Linked DNA regions of Mus musculus: region 1 is linked to region 2. A link is a contact called in public Hi-C data. All regions are on one chromosome and are shown on one strand. Each heading gives the region's core, a stretch centred on a gene start, on an enhancer-like site or on the middle of the called end of the contact. The rest is flanking DNA. Distances are from core to core; before and after follow the strand shown. Region 1 has its middle 19 kb from the start of 9130401M01Rik. Region 2 has its middle 77 kb from the start of Gm41326.

The links. A called contact is a pair of places that touch in the nucleus more often than the background predicts.
Region 1: a Hi-C map of the N1E-115 cell line shows a contact between it and region 2, with 4 times the contacts expected there. The contact joins two enhancer-like sites. A contact is called at or near these places in 1 of 39 promoter capture datasets (hippocampal neurons) and 1 of 484 Hi-C or Micro-C datasets (the N1E-115 cell line).

What each region holds. Positions count from the first base shown.
Region 1 is chr15:58,013,752-58,017,313 of GRCm38.p6, reverse strand. No RefSeq gene overlaps it. Among named protein-coding and RNA genes, the nearest start is that of 9130401M01Rik, 19 kb to the left of the region's middle. Within about 2 kb of position 1,878, at least 50 of the 459 cell types and tissues checked have an H3K27ac peak or open chromatin away from gene starts, as enhancers often do. A contact at or near this core is called in the N1E-115 cell line, where this site is marked.
Region 2 is chr15:56,331,236-56,334,384 of GRCm38.p6, reverse strand. No RefSeq gene overlaps it. Among named protein-coding and RNA genes, the nearest start is that of Gm41326, 77 kb to the left of the region's middle. Within about 2 kb of position 1,399, at least 1 of the 459 cell types and tissues checked has an H3K27ac peak or open chromatin away from gene starts, as enhancers often do. A contact at or near this core is called in the N1E-115 cell line, where this site is marked.

The DNA.
Region 1 (3,562 bases), core at 629-3,128, 1.7 Mb before region 2:
GGAGACTGGCAAGTCCCAAGATCTTCAGGCTCCTTCTTCAAGAGCCAACAGTGTAGTTTCTAGGTGTAGGCCACAGGCTCAAGGCCAGAGAACTGTTTTAGGTCAGGTTAAAAAAGAAAAAAATTAGCGCTTTAGGTTGAAGGCCAACAGACTGGAGGAATCCTGTCTCGACTGTGGAGGGGTGGCTCTTTCTATTGTGTTTGGCTTCAGCTGACTAGATGAAGCCCGAGCACAGTAAGAAGGGATCTCTGCTTTCCCACGTCTAGCAGTTAATCCCATCCAGACACACCTAGGATGATGTCTTCCCAGTTAACTGGGCATCCCACAGTCTAGTCATGTCAACACATAACATAAACCGTTAAAGCTCACCCGCTTATCATCTTGCTCCCATTTCCAGCTCCTTAAACTCCCACTCCAGTTTCCGTTTCCACGAGTATACGCGGAAGGGTATTCAGGGACATGCATGGTGAAGTAATCTTGTGGGTTTCCTTTTCCTTTTTCTTTTTTTTGTAATTGTGAGTGACAAAATTCCTATTTTAAAAAAAAAAACCTTTAAGGGAAAAAGACTGTGTTTTGGATTTTAGAGGTTACAGGGTATAGTAAGCTGGTGTGGTTTCTGTGAGGTAAAACATTACAGTGGAAGGATATGATAGAACAGCCTTATGGCAGTCAGGAAGGAGAGAGAGAGAGAGAGAGAGAGAGAGAGAGAGAGAGAGAGAGAGAGAGAGAGAGAGAGAGGCTGAGGCCAAGGCAAGGTACTCCTTCAAAGCCATGCCCTCTGTTAGTTGCTCTCCTATGGCTGTGACAAGAAACCATGATCCAGATAACTTCTCGAGGGAAGTTTATTTGGATTATGCTTCCAGATGGCAGAAAGAAAGGAGGAGCAGCCATGGTGACTGAAACAGCAGCTGAAGGTTCACGTCTTACACCGCAGGCCGACAGAGAGCAGAGAGCATGCTGGGAATGGTCCGAGGCTCTCCTGGTGCCGTACATCCTTCAGTGAGGTCAAGCATTGGTTGATCATAGCCCGCCTGGAACCAATCACGTGAGGAAAAGCCTGACAGAGATACCGAGAGGTGTGCTTTACCAGTCTCCTCTGTGCCTTTTGGTCCAAGCTAAGGATCACCACAGGTGGTGTAGGGCAGGAGCCTTCTGGGACTCAGGTGGTAGCTTGAGCTGTGACTCCAGATCTGTAAGAGTATAAATTGCTTGCTGTTGAGGTGCCCCAGGCATGGTATTTATGGCACAGTAGTTCCAGGCCTGTCCTGTCCCCTGGGAGGACATGTTCACACCCTCTTTGTTCCTCTCCTGCCCATTTGGCTAGGGATGTACCATCTTCCCTGCCTTCAGAGTTTGCCTGGCTTCTTTCTCTGCACCCGTGGGAAGCCAAGGGAGAGGCCTGGACCGTGCTGCTCAGGGGAGGCAGGAGACCTGATCTCACCTATGTCAGTGCGAACCTCTAGAAATCTGTTTCCAAGCCAGGGTCCCCAGGGTAGAAGGCAGAGACTCTCTCTCCGGTGGGGAAGACAGCGAAGTGGTCCTCCCTCAGCCCTGTGCACACGTGGGACCACTGTCCTACTGGCTGTCTCCTCAGGACTTCTGTTCAGCACACTCTGAAGCGTGGCCCAGCCTCCTTCACCCCCTCTGCAGAGGAAGGATGGCTGGGTGCTCTTAGAAGAACCAACCACATCTGCCTTGGAGCAACAGTGAAGAGGGGTTGCATCTCTGCTTGCTACCTCGAGTGTGTGCAATGTTTACATTCCTAATGACAGTTTTTTTTGACACACAACACTCTCGAGGAGGAAGCTGAGAAAGTGACTGGCAGTTTCTCTGTGTCCAACAGCATCTTGGATCAAGTCCAGAGAAGGGAGCGTTTGAAGAAGCTGCTCTGTCACGTGGATGGTGGGCCGGCGGGGCAAGCGGTGAAGGCACACAAAGGTGGAAGTTCCTTGGCTTGTCCTGTTGAAGCAGTCTTGGGGTGTCACAATGGCCCTGCAGGAATGAGGCTTCCCACGAGCACTCAGCTGAGGAGCCGTGGTGACACACGGGGTCTAAGCAGGGCATTGCTACTACCCTGCTGGGGCCGGTGGGGACACTGATGGTCTCTGGGCTCTGACAGTGCAGGTGGAGCAATACACGATCAGTGTTGTATGCAAACCAGTGACTGTAATGGGCCACTCCAAGGAGAGAGAGGAGGGGTGGGGGAGAGAGATAGAAGATTATAGAAGCATATGGTCATTAGCAGCCACCATGATGTCCGGGCAGTGTGGACCTTCTCTTGGTTAAAGCACTCCCTTCTCTTGGGTCCTCTACAACATAAAAATCCTGCCATTTTCTTCAGGTCTTTCTGGTAACCTTTATAGGGGAAGTACTGCCTACCATCCCTGGATCCTCAGAGCAGAGAGATGTGCCCACTGGGAATGTACAGATGCCATTGTTGAACTTCACTCAGTGGTAGTGACTGTCAGTTAAGGACCGCTCCAGCCACAGGTCCCTAGTGAGGGAAAGCCACAGGTCATTATGACCCCAAGTGGAACTAAAACTAGCAAGAAAACAATAGGGGGTGGGGGATGGGTGTGTGAGCCTTTGTACTCTGTACTGTAAAAATGCATCTACATTCCCTACTGTAGAACAGAAGCTGAACATATACACTATATTAACACCTAAGCATTTACACTGTTAGTGCCCCACGTGTTCTGAGTTAACTCGGCTTCTAGATGGTATAGATGGGGTTGGGACCAGCAGACACGGACGGTATGCAAAACTCCAAGAGTGCGGGGTTTGGAGGTGATGAGAGGGATTTGGGCACAAGCCTCAGAAATGAGTCTGAGAAAAATCCCAGTGCCAGGAGTGGGGTACTCCCCTAGAAGCTATTGGCCAGAGAGTCCCCAAAGCCTCCCCAAAGCATAGGTTTATTGCCATTGCCCACAAGAACTAGATGGTACGATCTTAGTGCTGGTGGCACAGTGCACTTTTGGTTTCTTAGGACAGATAAATCAAGCTGGAACTGACCTGAAGATTTCTTCCCTGCTGGCTCGCTCTCACGGAGCTGAAAGGTATGTGCAGGCTGCAGGTGGTAAGGGTGAGGGAGAAAAGAGACATCGGCTATACCCGTGGCCAACCCTGCATCCTATTAAGGATGTGCTCATTGGTGCAATAGAAGCACAAATGTACAGGGGTAACCAACTGCTTTTGGATTGGATTTGAAGCCTGCTCCATGGGAAGTCATTCATGCCTGATACCATAAATTTTATCAAAGTCAAGACCATAGACCTAAGGCCCTAAGGCTTAGGGAAAACCTACTGCCGTTTTTTTTTGTTTGTTTGTTTTGTTTTTGTTAAGTGGTCATATTGTCATGCTGCATTCTAACTGTTGATGTTTATAGTCATAAATCAGAACTACCTTCAACTTCTCTCTGCAGCGGTCATCAATAAATGCAGAGACTTCTAACTTTTCAAAGTGCTGAGAATAAAATGCTATCAAGTGCTCAGCCCTAAATGGGACATTTACACACACACATACACACACGCGCACACACACACACACACACACACACACACAC
Region 2 (3,149 bases), core at 150-2,649:
CCCTTTATTATCTGATAATAGTTCATGTGCCTAACTCACAAACAGGACTGGTTTCTGAAAGATAAAATGCCAGAATCCAGATAGAAATATTATTATTTCTCCCCATCTTTTCAGATGCTCTGTACCTACAATGTACTCACTAGCCTGGGCTATGAGCAAACATTTCTGAGAGTATTTAGTTTTATTATACCAAAGTGTTTTATAACATGAAAAACATTGCTACCAACTCCTGAGGCAACTGTTCATTAATTAACCCAGGTAATTTTTCACTCAATAAGCCATAAGGACTCTTTTAGAGTTTAAACCCCATGAGGATTCTTTCCATTTTAGTACTAGAATTCACCACCATGTAGATGCTCAAAAATATTCTAAATTTCTTAAAGAGGTTATACCATATGCTGGCTGTAGTCTGTAAAACTGCACCCATGGTCCAGAATTAATAAACCAGGCATAGACTCTTAGGATCTCCACCTTGCATAGGAAGAAGTGGAAGTCTAGAAACAATAAGCCTTTGAGGCTAATAAGAGTGGAAGCTCAGGCTTGAACTTAGGTTGCCTCATTAGATTAACCTCTGTTCTAAGAAAGCTCAGAATGTGAGCTTTATTCTTAATTAGATGATTTCAACTTGGACCATAGAAGGGCCTGACTAATGTCTGTAAGCAGTCACCTCAGTGATGGCAAGCAATTCTTTTTGATCTTCCTGGGATGAAATCACCTCTGCAGACATCCATCCACAAACATGCACTAGCCATTTGCAGAGTACTGATATTGATAAAGCTAAATGCATGCATCAATGCAAGATGAATCATTTATCTAAATATTGATCTAATATTCTAATATGTAAATAATTCAATGACTATAAAATCAAAGCTCCCAAATGGGCAGGGGCAACCTTCTTTCTTGAGATCTTTAGCCTATTTTTCTTCCTACAAAATATTTTTTGCAAAGTCATATAAGGTCCCAGTTCTTTTATATGTGGGCAATGCAATGAATCATAGCAACCAGGGGACCATATGGCAACTCAGGAGCTGCTACAATTCTCACTAAATATGACAACTTGGAAAGTTTTAATTTCTATGAAACAAACACACACATACACACACACACACACATATATAACATGTAGTTTTAACATATTTATATGTGAATGTATTTATATCTGCAAAACTAATTATTTATATGTGAATATTCTTCTCAGTGTGCAAACCGTTCTATTCTAAACTGTAAATCACAGAACGGACCACATTTGTTGAAATAGCAAAGAAATAAAGCGTTAGCGAACTCAGCTGAAGTGACTCTCATATCTATTAGTTCTTGGTTTTCTGAGCTTTATACCATGTGCCAAGATACTTCTTTTCTTATGAATTAATTTAAGAAGTAGAGACAGGACCACCAGGCAGGGAACCCATGAACAACTAAAAGTAGAATTGTCATCATTGTAGGAATGTAAGAACATCGTGGGTTGATCAACCTAACAAGATAATCAAGAAAAAAGAGACATAGGTTGGAAAAAGCCACAAGGCTTTTGCAGCTGAGACTCTTATCTCACAGTAGAGACATTTCCCAAGGAAGTGCAGAGAGGTCTGTGCAGCTCTCTAACAGAACTTCACAAACTCTCCTGTGTGCATGAATCAGCATGTGAGATCATATCAATGCAGATGCCGCTGTAGCCTAGGATGCTGCATTATATCTCATTGGCTGATGGTGATCCTGACCCATGGACCAGAGACAATTATGTAATACTGATGGATGCTTCAAACAAACAAAAAGTATGTGCTAGTGTACACACACACACACACACGTAGTCTGTGTTGACAGCTACCTCTGGGCATGGGGCCTATTCTGAAATGTGGTTGATATATGAAGTTGGGTTAGTAGAGTGGTGAGAAAGGTCTGGGAGCAGTTGAAGGAAGAGAAAGAATATGATTAAAATATGCATGCAAACATATTTTATTCATTTTTAAAAGGTAGGCTTTAGACTATGAATTTCTACATGTAACTTAGAAGTACTCCTCAGTCACTGATTGTGTGATTTTGGGTAAAGTATTCTGCATATTCCATATTTAAAACCAAAACAAAATGAATACAAGTTTGAGAGGACTTTGTAATAGTTTCTTTCTTGTGAGCAGGTGTAGTGACATTGTATCTTACACAGTATAAAACTTTTCACAGGTACAGTCACAGAGAATGTTACCGCCAAGAGACATGAATACCTTGCAATAATTCAAAAAATCTTTTAAACTATTAAGGAAGCCATACAATCTTTTGCAAATAAATAAATATATGAGACACATTGTCATTATTTTGTGTAAAAGTTATTACTGACAGGTTTGCTTAGTAGATTCACTTATATTACCATAACTTTTTATATCAAGACATTCTCCAAATTCTATTTTGCTCTTCATAAACTATTTACTTATTCAAATTTATCTTATTCAAACATGTTTGTTAACTATACATGTTTTCAGAGTCCCATTGAGGTATTTTACTAACACCATAGTTTGGCATTTTGATCACAATAGTAGGAACAAATAACATAATTTGTTTGTAGTTTTCATTATATTCTACTCCATGTGCTGTCTTTTGTTACTGAGATTTAATGACCAGTTGTCCTGCAGGTACTAGATATCACATTCCCTTTCTTCTAAGCATTCAATGGATCGACAAAAATCCTTAGAAAATTTACAGTATGTGACCAATATGAGACTTCTTCCAGTATGCTAGATTGAATGAGTCTGATATTATATGTTTATTTTTGTGACTTTACCCCACGATAGGTTACCACATTTCTCTTATAGAAATTTTCAGAAAGAAAGTTGATAATAAAAGACACCTTAGAAAAGAAAGAGAGAAAGAAGAGAGAAAAATAAGATTGTTTTTATATTATGTGGTTAGATACTATGCTTTTCTTTTTAATTTATTTATTTTCTTTTAACATTTTTATACGAGAATATTGTATTCATATCTTTTCTACCATTTTCCCTCATAACAAGCTTCTCCTACATCCCCCTTTTACCTTCAAATGCCTGACTGGTTACACACACACACACACCTGTGTGCAGACATACATGCATACATACATTCATATTTCTACGGAGTCAATTTAGTGTTTTTCACACATATATGCTTTTAAGGCTGATCACTCGGGA